Linked DNA regions of Mus musculus: region 2 is linked to region 1. Evidence: chromatin contacts called from public Hi-C data. All regions are on one chromosome and are shown on one strand. Each heading gives the region's core, a stretch centred on a gene start, on an enhancer-like site or on the middle of the called end of the contact. The rest is flanking DNA. Distances are from core to core; before and after follow the strand shown. Region 1 has its middle 140 kb from the start of Otor. Region 2 overlaps Pcsk2 (proprotein convertase subtilisin/kexin type 2).

Evidence for each region. Hi-C and Micro-C count contacts between places; a contact is called where the count stands out from the background.
Region 2: a Hi-C map of cerebral cortex shows a contact between it and region 1, with 1.8 times the contacts expected there. The contact joins two enhancer-like sites. A contact is called at or near these places in 1 of 484 Hi-C or Micro-C datasets (cerebral cortex), 1 of 115 datasets of contacts at active chromatin or transcription factors (neural progenitor cells) and 1 of 9 other capture datasets (embryonic stem cells).

What each region holds. Positions count from the first base shown.
Region 1 is chr2:143,216,485-143,223,342 of GRCm38.p6, reverse strand. No RefSeq gene overlaps it. Among named protein-coding and RNA genes, the nearest start is that of Otor, 140 kb to the right of the region's middle. Within about 2 kb of position 5,067, at least 19 of the 459 cell types and tissues checked have an H3K27ac peak or open chromatin away from gene starts, as enhancers often do. A contact at or near this core is called in cerebral cortex, where this site is marked.
Region 2 is chr2:143,691,050-143,697,961 of GRCm38.p6, reverse strand. Pcsk2 (proprotein convertase subtilisin/kexin type 2) reads right to left here. Exons shown (of 12, transcript NM_008792.4): 5 at 1,268-1,305. Among named protein-coding and RNA genes, the nearest start is that of Pcsk2os2, 95 kb to the left of the region's middle. Within about 2 kb of position 1,546, at least 30 of the 459 cell types and tissues checked have an H3K27ac peak or open chromatin away from gene starts, as enhancers often do. A contact at or near this core is called in cerebral cortex, where this site is marked.

The sequences.
Region 1 (6,858 bases), core at 3,818-6,317:
ACTTGTTTAAAGGATTTTAATTGAAGCAGGACCCAGTTGACATGAAGGAATGTTTGTTCACAGAGACGTGAGCAGAAAATGGAGCCCTATCAGAATGCCTGTCATCACGCTGTAGAGATGAGTTTCCCCATGTACCATGTCTTGGACTGTCTGGTGTTCTTAAACCATGAAGAGAAATGTGACACTTCGGAAGTCCTAAGTGACTTTCTTCCTTTCAAAAATTATTTCAGGCTTGGCTTCCCAGCAATTCCGAGGCCATTTCTGTTCCTATTGGGTTCATGCTTTGCATTTTTATGGGCTTTAAGCATCTCTTTACATACAAGGACTGTTCATCTCCTCAATGACCCCATGATCCAAGCAGGGTGAACACAGTGCAATCATCTGCATTAAACCATTTGGAAGCTGGAGCAAGTTTAGCCGAGATAGCAAAACAGTGTCTTGGACTAAAATCTCCCTCCTACTAATCCAGGAGACTCTACTGTGTTCTGAACAGTGTAGAATGTGAACTTCATTTGTGTGTGTATTTAATCACATATTGTAAGATGAAGGGAGGCATTTGATTTATGAAACATTGAGATGTTCTTCTCCTAAGGAGTTTTCTAATGAAAATATAACCATATATTCAACACCTAGGTTGACTATTATCTATAAACACACACACACACACACACACACACACACACACACACACACACACACACACACACACACACACAATGTTTTCTTGCTTTGCCTCCAAAATTGCCTTTCAGAGCTAGCACTCTTTTAGTCTGCACAGATGCCATGCTAAATGCCACAGGCTGGAAGACATAAATGAAAATAGTACTGTCTCACAGTCGTGGGGACTGAAATCCAAGATCAAAGCACCAACTTTAATTTCTGGCTGCAGGGAGTTGGGGGTGGTTCTTCCTGGCTTATACATGACTGTCTTTGCTGTATTTCCACATGGAAGAGGGTAAGGACAAAGGACAGCAAAGTCTATGGTGTCTTTCCCTAGAAACACATTGATCCTACTACCATGAGGAAGAGGTAGTGAGTGACCACCCAATTTCCTGCTAAAATCACTAAACCCAATAATTTTTCAAAGGCCCAGGAACCAGATACTATCTCCTTGGGGATCTGAGCCTCAACATGTGAATTTTCAAGGAACATGATGTCTAGCATCGCACATCTGTTTTCCTGGAGTCTATATTGTTCTCATATGCAAAAAATATGTTTACTTTATCTCAGTAGCACCCCCTAAACTGTAACTCATTCCAGTGTCAACTCTGAAGACTTAAGTCTCAACTAACTATCGTCTAATCCAGGTATGGATGGGACAATTTCAAAGGCTTTGAACTCTTCAGCTGTAGACCTGAAAAGCCAAATAAGGGATCTGATTATGAAACACAGCAGTGTGACAGGTGTGGATAAACATTCCCTCAAAGCAGCTACAAGAAGGAAGCAATCATAACAAGTCCAACCCCCAAATTCCATTCGCTCATGAGTGTCAAATGTGACATTTTTTGGCTTTCCTGTCTCCAGACCCATTGCTGTGGCAGTATCACACTCAGGGCTCCAGAAGACCACCTGACACCTTAGCTCTGTCCCCAAGACTCCAGTTAGAACCTATCTATCCTACTAGAATCAAGATGGGAGCCACTATTAACTGTCAGTCACTGTTGGAGTCATTTCCTGTCCTTCTAAAAGTAGGCTATGTTTACAGCCTGTCAAAGCCAAGAACTGTTGGTAGCCTGCCTCCTTGTCTTCCTTCCTTCCTTCCTTCCTTCCTTCCTTCCTTCCTTCCTTCCTTCCTTCCTTCCTTCCTTCCTTCTTCCCTCCCTCCCTCCCTTCCTCCCTCCCTTCTATCCATCTTTCCTTCTTTCCTTTTTTCCTTCCTTCCATACATCTTTCCTTCCTTCTATCTTTTGTCCCTTCCTTCCATCCATCTTTTCTTTCTTTCCTTCCATCTTTCCTTGCTTGCTTGCTTCTCCTTCCTTCCTTCCTTCCTTCCTTCATTCCTTCCTTCCTTCCTTCCTCCCCATTCCTTTCCATTCCCACTAGCAGTATTTCTGTTCACATAACCCAGCACAGTGTTTATCAGATGATTTTTCAAGTACTCCTTTGGCACAGATGAGTAAGGCATAGCCCAGCTCTTCAGTGAGCTTTCCATCTTCTCAGACTGAGGTATACGGAATCTTATTTCAGAAAGCAGATGTGTGTCTGAAAGCACACAGAGTGGCTGGTCCCATCTCTGGAGAATTGTTTTACTGCATCCTCACCTTGCCAAAGCTCACCTTAAACCCATTCTTCTTAAGGGCATTAGAGTGTAAAGGGGAAAATCTAGTTATTTTACTTGGCTACTGACACTTGTTCAGCAAGATAATGACCAGTCCTGCTGTTTAAGACCCTCCCTTGCCTGCATCTCTCCAGTCTCACCACTTCTAAACTTGAACTGTATTGTATACCAGATTCTGTCTGTCCAGTCACATCATTACTGAATAAAGTCACTGAGAATGATGAATCGGCTGATACTGAACCATTGCTGTTAGGGAAAATTCAGGATTATGTTCCTAGAAGCCTCTCCAATCAAACCTTTGTACCAGCCTTGACAAATAGACAGACAGACAGACAGACAGACAGACAGATAGATAGATAGATGTATATAACAGCTTATGTGATACAAAGTCAAAGCTTATGTGATATTAACTCATTTGCATTGAACTCCAGTCAGTTGCACTATATGACTTAACTCATGAATGGAATTTCCCTAATACGTATGATTTCTGCATAAGACACATACAACCTTTTCACTAGTATCGGTAATATGAGAAATCACTCCAGCTCTATGAAAGGGATGTAAACATACATCACAACAAAAAGCAAAGAAAGTAGGAAATGAGACACTACATAACCCATGAAAAGGACACATGAGCAGCCCAAGACTGGAGCCAGAAAGACCAACTCTGCTCACTGTGCTGGGAAAGGTAATGTTGTTGTGTGACTGAAACCATGTGGTATGTGTGTGTGAGTGTAGGCCATAAACATTAGTTTGTGGTTTTCAAGTGTATTTTAGCAAATAGGTGAATTTGCAAATACAGAATCCACTAAAACAATGAGCAACTGTCCTTGTTACTACCCACTTTCTGGTTTGCAGCTCTCCACCTGTTTGTCCGGATCTACCTATGGTGAGAGTATCTGAAGGGGAGAAGTGCTCCTTAGGTACAAGAGCAGTAAGAGCTTATCCTGCTTCTGTAGAAATGAATCACCTCCCTCTGTGTTGTGTCCTCAGACTTGTGCTATTCCAGCCAAGGACTGGCCTAACCTAGTCTAGATTATAATATGGTCATCCATTATGAAGCATTTAAATAAGATGTAGAGTTCCCTTATTAGACTTGATGACTTGAATGCCCGAGAATCACCACTCTTCATCTTGCTTCTTCGTATTTATGATTAAGGGAGAGGGGAAACCATTGTTTTTCATCCAAATGTACCACAGGATTCTTTGTGGACTCCTTGGGTAGTGAGAGCTTCCCGCAGAGATGGGAGGCCCAGCCCGTGGCCTCTGATTCTTACCTGTTGGAACTTTATTTTTCTAGACAAAGCAAAGCAAGGGCATATGCTTTGCACATGTGCCTCTCACTCATCTACCCAGAAATTCCATAATGGAGGTAGAAATGGTTCTCCTATGGGGAAAGACAAGAGACAGGAAAGTAAGAGGTGTACAGGAAGAGGGTGTGTGCTGTACCCACATTGGTTTGATCACAGAAGCCTGGTTAACATTATTATCCCATGTCAGCTCTTCAAACATACACATTCCCAGGCAGGGCATCATATACTCCCTCCTACAGCCCCATTCTCTGTTTTTCTCTTAGTTACATAACAGATATGGGCTTGTAATGTACAAAGCAGTACTCCAGAAGCAACAGACAATACAAAAGCAAGTCAGATGTTATCCTCCGTAAGCTCAATGACAATGGACCATCAGCCTGGGAAATAAGGAAGGCCTTATGGAGAAGAGGACCTGCATTTGACTTGAGGAACAGTTATTAGGGGAAGAACATGGGTAAAGGGATCAGAAAGTGGGAATCCAAAATGGGAGATTAGGTGCAAGGAAGACTGAGAATTGTGAGTTTTAGGTCAGCCTGGTACCTTGGTGAAACACTCTCCATAAAAGTGAAAATACAAAAAAAACCAAAAACAAAAACAAAAACATGGAAATCAGGAAGAAGGATGAAGAAAGGCTGAATGTACAACTGGCTCAACATGCGAAAAGTCCTGAATTCAAGAGGTGAATTTAAAAAGACACAGATGAGGACAGGACATAATAGCCATGGGTCATATTTGATAGTAACTTCATTACTGTGGTCAACATTTCAAAGTTCATTAGAGAGACAGCTGAAGGGCAGTTCAGTGCCTAAGGAGCAAGTAAAAAGATTTGCAGCTGTCAGCTAGGACACCATAATAAAACCTCACAAACACAGGCAAGGGAGCTTAAACAACACAATGTTATTTACTTATCACAGTTCTGGAAGCTGGAAGTCGAAGAAGAAGGTATTGCGTGGCCTCGTTTCCTCTGGCTTCTTTTCTGAGCTGGCACAGCAGACGCCTTTTATCTTTTATACCCATGTAGTCTAGCCTTTGTTCTATGTCCAAATATCTTTTTCTTAAGATGATACAAATCGGATGTCCTTTAATTGCTATCACTTTAACCCACTTGCTTCCTTACAGACTCTACTTCCAAACTCAGTCACAGTCTGAAACACGGGGGTTAGAACACATACATTTTCAGAGGACACACCAGCCCATACCATGGGGTAAGATGGAACATGAGGAGGACCTTGAGTGGTCACTTAAGAGGCTTTTCAGCAACCATGGCAGGCAATGGCCTCAGAAAGAGGCAAGAAAGTTCTATGATGAGCATTGATTGGCTGTCTTTATTCCTCAGGAGGAAGATCTCACTACCAAGAGTTCTGCAAAGCATGCAGGGAGAACAAAAAAGGCAGCTAGATTAACTCGCCAAGATCCCTGGACCCAAAGTCGTCACTTCTCACTGCCTCTCTGTAGAGAGAGGGTTGCTTCTGACAGCCCACCCACGCACAACAAAATGTCTCATTGCTCTGTGGGCTCCGTGCATTGGCATCACATCCCCTCATGCCTGGAATCTGAACCACCGCCAGGACATTCCTGAGTGACAGCTCCCATGAACTAATTATTAATGTTCTTGGCACTGAGGCTGGGTGGGCATTTATTCCCATTACTCAGGGCTGGTGATAGATGGGGATTTGCACAGGCTGCATAATTTCTTCATGTCTCCATAAGTCTCTGCCTTCTGCTGGCATTTTAAGGAATGTATTTTTACAGAAGTTGGCACTATTCAGTAATTTTCCAGGAGGGCACATTGCCCAGGCCAGATGGACATATTTTTTTTTCTGGTTCCAGCTGGTAAGTCCTGTTTGATAAGATCCTATCCCATCCTACTTGAACAAGGATGCACAATTTGCTTGCAAGTTGGGTAGTGAAAAATGACCCTAGTGGCAGGTTGTGACAGAGGGCTGAGGTGGGAGGGCCACCCTGGGAACTACAACTATTGCCAGAGTCAGAAGCTCCACAATCACAAACCTGATGAGTGCCAAGGAAGGGCATTTCTGTTTGAGCATACATTGTGGGGCAGGCTGTCTTGAAGCCCTAAAGAGTTTCTCCTTTATAGCATTGATATCTCTGTTCCTCTCTGAATCTTTCCATGGTTAGACAGAGAATCCTGACATGGTCAAGACATCACTACAGTGTCCAATTTTACTGCAATATGGGATCCTTTGCTATCTGTCATACAGAGCAGGTGTCAGCTCAGGTCTCCTTGCACATCATCCTCAGCAGGAGAGTGCACACCAAGCAGGCAGGTCGCATACCACTCTGGACATGGTGCCCAGTGCATGGCAAAGACCTCCTGGAAGATAGTCCTTGGGCTCTACATATGGCTTCGCTTCTCTCACTTTTTGATAAGCACGAGTCTAGAGGGACTGAGTCCAGGCAGCACTTTCGAAGAAAGCCACTTTACCTAAGAAGTAGTGCTGGGCACACCTTTGATCCCGACACTTGAGAAGCAGAGGCAGGCAGACTGAGTTCAAGGCCAGCCAGGTCTCCAGAGTGAGTTCCAGAACATCCAAGGTTACACAGAGAAACCCTGTCTGGAAAAAGCATTGGGGAAAGGGGGGAGTAATGGCACCATCAGTGAATAAACACACCTGACTTGTCTCTCCTTTCCTTCTCTGTAATTGGGCATAATTTTACATCTGTTGAATGTTGATCACTTTTATATCTTCTCCCCATCTGTTTCTCTTTCTGATCTGGAGTCTGTGTGTGTAAGAAAGTGGCCCCTCTCTGAATTCTCTCTACTCACGCATCTCATGTTTTCCTTCTGGTGAGGATCCTACGGCTGCACTCTGCCTAGCCATCTCTCTTGCTACAACCTCTTCACTGTTTTCCTGCCTTCCACCTGCTACCACTAACAACATGGTGGAAGCTTGACGATCTTCACATTCATCGGGCAATTATTTTGACTTTTACTGGAAGACAACAACAGAAAATTACTAAGAAACACGACTTGTTCCCAGTTAGCAGATATAAAAATGAAATGGAGTCAAGACTAAGTGGTGTGTTTGAGATACGGCTCTGGGAAGGAAAATCAGCTTGTGCTTTCTGAAACCTACCAAGGGAAAACAAATTCAATTCTGAGGAAGGCTTGAAAAAGGCTACTCAACCAAAGCAAGCAAATGTTAGCACCAGCCATAACAGGGGAAACAATAAATTAGACAAGAGGGAAACAGTCCAATAAGAAATAGGCAAATTTTTGTTAACTACTCAGTAGAGAAGTATAGA
Region 2 (6,912 bases), core at 297-2,796, 480 kb before region 1:
AGTTATTATCATCTGCAATAAAGCTTTGGTTTATTTTTCTGTCATTTTCCTTGGAGGCCACAGTGACTGGATGATCCATGATGCATTTTATACACACACACACACACACACACACACATCTTTTGGATGATCCATGATTTATTTTATACGTATATATATATATATACATATACACATACATATATGTGTATATGTATATATATCTTTTCTACTATTTCTTCTTTAATACTAATATATGTATAATATAAATACAATATACAAGTCTATAATAACATATGATATATAATGTGTAATATAGACATATATTAGTATTAGGAAATATATATTAGTATCTAATATAATTATAACATTATATAATAGCATAATATAATTAGTATATAATAATATATTATATATCTAATACACACACACACATAAACAGAAACTTTATTATCCTATTTCCTGATACCCAGTGCACAAAACACAAGGCAGCCCCTTGACTTTTATACAGTATAGACAGACACATCTAGGGCAAAGCACCCAGAGGACTGACTTGTCAAGAGCATTGCTTATTAACTGTCCTTTTTACTTAAGCCTTTGTTTTAAATGGAATCCTCAGTCACTAAGATCACGCTTTTTAACTTAGAGTTCAAGCTTATGGGGGAAGTATAACCCAGCTGGGGCAACTTTAAATGACCACACCAAGGCTTGCATAGCATACCTCCTGAAATTGGAATAAAGGGATTGGCTATGTTTAGAGAGTTTGTAAGTTTATCAGGAAACCATCGTATGGATGACTTGCTGGGGTGCAAAAGCAGAGAGTGTATCCAGATAGCTTGATTATCCCTTTCACTTGAGGATTGCCACTGGCATTACCACGCCGCTCTCCTCTCTGCCCTTCTCTCTGTCTACTTTCTTGGTAGTCTGTTCCTCCAAACTTCAGCTTATTATCCTTCTCAAAAAGCCATCCATTTGGCATGTGGCCAGCTCCCATATCTGAATAGTGGCTCTAACAAGATGGGCTGATTCAGTGTGTACAAGCGCACAAGTGGTTGAGTACGTGGTTGTTTTCCTGTGTGCACGTGAACATCTGAGTAGCACACACAGATGCGTATGTGAGTGAGTGTGTGTGTGAGAGGGAGGTGGGGGGCACTGTTCCTGCATTTGGGCATGCATGATCTTCGCATGCACATGCATTTATTGCATGTACTAGAACACTCAGTAATCAGATGCGGCAGGTTAGTTGAAAATACACATTCCTCACACCTTAAAATCAACTTGTACTTACGTAGTTGTAGGCCAGGTCTGGGTGGAGATAGTCAATTCCTGTGAAGAGATAACACAGGAGTGGAAGGTTAATCAGCGCCTGCCACTGTATCTTCAAAGCTGCCCAGGAATAGCTGCTTCCTGCAGGAATGATGGCGGAGACTTGTGGGAGAGGGGGGCAGTGCTTACCCTGAACCCTCTGCCTTGCCTTGCTTTGCCTTTCTGTGTGGAGGAGGGCTGCATCACTTCCTTGGTGGAGAGACAGACAGCTGCCCCCAGACGTACTGCAGAGCAGTGAAGCCAATTAGAGCTCCGGGCCCACGGATAATGTTTCCGGATAAATGTCAGCAGTAAGGGGCTTAGTGACTGTGAGATGGATGGCTCATCGCTGCAGCGATGTAAAAGAGATTTGTAGAAATCCTGACATTTCTAACGCATCTCCTCTGAAATGAACCTGGCCCCGGGGAGGAAAAGCGATGATTATTTAACAGGGCACGGAGAACCACGGATTAGGAGAGCACACTCCAGCATGGAAATAAGAGGCGCACTGCTAGGCAAGAAAAGCCATTAGGAGAAAGCTAGCGGTTTCTAGTGAGGTGTTGCCAGCTGGGAGCTGATGCTTGTCTCTCCAGAACGTGCCTTTCTGGAAAGCCAGAGGCTTCAATTCCCTTGGCTGGAGTTCTGTGTTTTGTTCTTGAGCCAAAGCCTATCCTGTGCTCAGGAGTCATTGCTCGGGTAGAATTACGGTTTATTTATGCTTCTGAGTTCCATCTGAAAATTTGATTTTGACCTCAGAAATCACTGTAGAACACGAGGGGTAACTGAAAGGTTCTTAACCAGCCCTGCTGTGCTATTGTATCTTAGCATACGCTGTATTGTGCTTATATGGAGCAATGGAACAGGACCCCGCAACAGGGTCATAAATGAAGGTATTTGGAGCCAAAGAGCAGAGTTTGACTCCCAACCACTATGATAATGAGCAGTATGGCGTTAGGCTGGTTGCTTGACCTCTCTGTGCTTATTTACTTCTTGAACAATTGGAGATGAGAAAAGGGCATGCCTCAAAGAGGCTCATGTATGTGGTATGTTTAGTCTAGCAGTCGATGCATTTTATTACTATCCTGGGATGCTAGACTTATAAGCTAGAATTATCGTTAAGTACCGCCTGCTGTCATCTTTGTGTTATACCTAGTAAGGCTGTGCCACTATTACAGGGGCTGTGCCAGCCATCTTACATAGGGCTATCCTAAGGCTTTGTAGTAGAGAACAAAAAAGCAAAAAGCAAAAACAAACAAAACCAAAAACCAAAAACCAAAAACCAAAAAAAAAAAAAAAAAAACCCAACAAAAAACAACCAACCAACCAAAAAACCCTCAAACAAGTAAAAACCAATCAGCCAAATCCCCCCAAAACAACCTAACCCCAAAACCAACCAACCATCCAACCAAAACAACCAACCAACCAACCAACCAAAACCAAGATCAAATCAAAACAAATAAAACCTCTTGAGTTAGAATGCACATATTCTAAAAGTAAATTTTCTCTTTTTTCCCTGGTCTCACTTATAATTTGTGGGCTGAGAGTTACTGAACAACGATGTGGGAGTACAGCTAGTCACCTGTCACTCATGGACATGATGCTTTCTCTCCCTACTCTCCTGACAAAGATCTGAGGGAGAAAAGTGATCTGCAGAGACCAACAGATCCAGTTCTAGTCTAGTGCCAGACACAGTGACACTGATGTGGATTTTATCAAGTGACTCAATAGCTCCCAGTTTTGACTTTGTCATCTTTGAAATGGGGCTAAGGTTTACCTTGGAAAGATCTTTCACAGATTGAAAACAATCCATGGAAGTGCTTGGCTAGCAGCAAACATGCTAATGGATTCCTACCATCATCATCATTAGAACGGCATTATTGTGAATATAACGTGTTCCCTCCAGGCTTATATGTGAATGCTGATTTCTCAGCTGGTGGCACTGCTTGAGAGCGTTATGGAACCCTCAGGAGGTGGAGTGTCACTGGACGAAGTATGTCACTGAAGATGTCCTTTGAGGTTTTATATTACAGCCCCATTTCCCGTTATTTATCTCTGCCTTCTGTGCGAGGGAAGATATGATCAGTCTGTTTTCTGACTGCCAGGCTGGCCTCACACTCCTCCATGCCTTCGCAGAGGACTGAATTTCCTCTGGAACTGTAAACTAAAATAAAACCCCTTTAACTAACTTGCTTTTTGTGTATTTTATTAGAGCAGCAGAAAATTAACTATTAAAAAAAATTGGCTTCAGAGAAGTGGTTTTGTTGCTGTGATAAACCTGTTCATGCTTTTTTTTTTTCTTGAAGAGACTTGAAGATTTTGGAACTTTAGCTAGAAAAGCTTTAAGTGCTGAGGGCAGAACGTAATGGGCCATTCTTTTAGGGCCTTGGAAGACAGAAGGTCGGAGAGTGCAATGAACACTAGACACCCAGCTTATGAAGTTTGAGGATTTTATTAGCAACTGGGTTAGAGGCCATTCGCGTGATATTTCATCAAAGAATCTGACTGCATTCTGCCTGTGTCCTGAGAACTTGCATGAAGCTGAATTAAAAAGGAATAGGCTAATTTCTCCAGTGGAGGAAACTTCAAGGCAGAATAACATTCTATGCAATAATTCTTCCTGATAAAGTGTGCACAACGGGAAGGAAGAGAGCATCAGGAAGATTAAGGTTGTCGCTAAGGCATATGTTGAAAAGGATACTACCTTTAAAGGGCTTCCTGCCTTTACAAAGCTTCCTGCTCTACACCAAAAATTCAGGAAAGTTTCCCTAAAGGCAAGATCTTCCTTATGAAAGGAGAAAGATTCCGAGGTTTCCTGGTTCTAGAAAGCAAATACCTAGGGGGATTTTTTTTTTTTATCAGTATCAGTGAGCAGATGCAAGTGATACAACTGTGGTTCAGAGAAAAAGGCTCCACCCCAGGTTGGTAGCAGACCCTGGCAATGTTCTTTACTGGGTGGGTAGGGGCACGACTTTCACTCTGTGGTTTCAGGGAGCAACTGTGGCTAGGTAATGTGTGTTGTTCTTGGAGGCTTGGAGTCCCTGTGAGGTCCTGAGAAGTCCTGAGAGGCTATTCTGCAAAGCTGTGAAGTTGAAGCCTGGGTTGAGATGAAGATTCAAAGATGTTAGAGATACCTGCTATGGAGGGCTGCACATAGGGAGTAGTACAAGCCTGAAGGAGAGAGAGATGTCAGGCAGCAGAGTTGAAAGGGTGGAGTTGCCCAAGCTCTTTGAAACTGAGGTCCCAGATGCCAGATCCAGAGCTACAGGTTTTGGTATTTATCTTGCTGGTTTCAGTCTAGATTTTGCTCAATCTTTCCTCACTGTGTCCCCATTCCTCCTTTTTGGATTGGGTGTGTATATTTTATATATCAGAAGTATATATTTTATCTTTTGGTTTTACAGTTTACAGTAAGGGTTTACCTTGAGTCTTAGAAAGACTTTGGGCATTTGAACAGTGTTGCTATTTTAAAGACTATAGGACTATTGAAATTGGACTAAATGCATTTTGTATTATGAAATGGCCTCAAGACTGTGGGACCAGGTAGGAACTTGTGGTTTGAATATAAAATTACCCCCACAGGCTCATACACATAAACGCTTGATCTCCAGCTGGTGCTGGTATTTGGGGAGGTTGTGGAACCTTAGGGGGTGGGGCCTCACTGGAGGAAGTACATAAGTAAAGATGAACTTTGACACTCATATTATAGTCCCACTTCCTATTCTCTCTCTCAGCTTCTTGCATGGTGATGAAATGTGATCAGTCACCTTCCTGACTGCCAGGTGAGCCTCTTCCTCCTGCTGTCATGTGTCCCCTGTCATGATCCACTGTCTCCCCTCTGAGACAGAAGTAAAAACATGATTCCATGTTCTGAAAATACTTTTTGTTTAAGAGAAGCATTGGTAATCTCTTCTCTGTGAAAGGAAATATGAGTGTAAGGAGTTAATATGAGACCAGAGGAAATAATATTTTAGTAAAATATATTTATTATAATTATAAGAAAGAATCTTTAGTAAGGTTAAGAGAAAATGTTGGTAGAATGGTTACAGACTTGGGGTTGAGAAAGAAAATATTGTTGATAGAATTGTAAAGGATGAAAGACATTTTCCTACCAATGAAAGAATGATCTAAATGGAAGTAATAGCCTGATAGATTATGTTTTAATGTTCTTGTATGCTTGATTATCTCTTAAAGTAGAATATATTGACACATGTTCTGGTGTGTGTGTGTGTTGCACATGTGTCCTTATGCATGTAGAGGGCAGAGGGAGATATCAGATGTCTTCCTCAGTTGCTCTCTGCCTTGTTCTCTGAGGCAAGACCTCTCACTGTTCCTGCCCTCACTGATTCAGTGAGGCTGACCTCCCAGTGAGCTCCAGGGATCTGCCAGTCTCTGCAGCCTGACCTTGATCCTCAGTGCTGGGGTACAGGTGTGCACTGCTGCACTCAGCTTTCACAAGTGTGCTAGGGATGGGGACTCAGGTCCTTATACTTGTACAAAAGCTTTATTGACTGAGCCTCCTTCCCTGACTGAACATATTCTTTTCTTTCTTTAGAGACACCAGCAGAACTTTCCAGTAGAGTCCATCATCTCACAGAATTATAAGACACAGTAACTAAAAAAAAAGGTTATTCTAGGTGGTTTGTTCTGTAGCAGAAGTGACCAAAACAGTAGAGAAATTAGGAATTTTAATTGAGGGACAGTGAATTCAGCTTATAAGGATCCCAATGACCACTAACCTACAAAACTAAGATCAAACAGGAAATCCTTCTGGGACTTACTAAAGAGTTTTGCCTCTTATTCTGGGGCAGAGTGAGGCACCTTCTCATTGGCCATCTTTGGAAGGAATGGCTTGAGTGTCATTCAAGGAGGTTATGGACAGAAGCTGAAACTGGCACCTATAGTACTGTTGGGGCTTGGTCAGGCTGGTGTTGGTTGATCAGAGAGGTTGTCACTGCTGTGCCGCATTTGCTTCTCTATTTACAGTGCAGGACTTCCAATGAGCTGTTTCATTAGTTTTCACAGAATACCCTAGGTGGTTTCTTCAAAATTAGATGTGTCTTTTTCTGGATGGGCTGGCCTCAGCTGCTCTGAAAAGTAGTCTAAGCCAAAGTGTTCAGAAGGAAAAACTATATTCATAAGCTCTGACATCTGCCCACATAGTTCTTTCTTCTAGGGAAAGCTCTCAGGACGAGAGAAGGCTTTTAACATCCACTTCAAAACATCTCACACATCAGATGCTTATGGAGGCAGTGCCGTGCATTGTTTAATGAGCTCCCACAGAGACAGAGCAGGTTCAGAGCATCCTGCTTTGCCTTGTTTTCTCTATCAACTCTGCTTCAAAGGCTTGCTTTTAGTCAACAGTGTTCTCTGAGGATGTTCAGAAGAGAGAGGCTCTGTCGCCTCTCTTCTATGTAGGCTTTGTAGGTAATTAAGCTGATGATGCCCAGTGGGACTTTTAGAGGGAGAGCTAGGGAGCTGACCAAGGACAGAAGGCCATCCTCACAAAATGGCCGAATCATGGTGCTGCCACAGGATTTCCACAGAAACAAGCCATGTGCAGTTATCAAATCACTAATTCACAAAACTCTGTTAAAACACTCGGGAGTGTCAAAGATATAACCATTATCA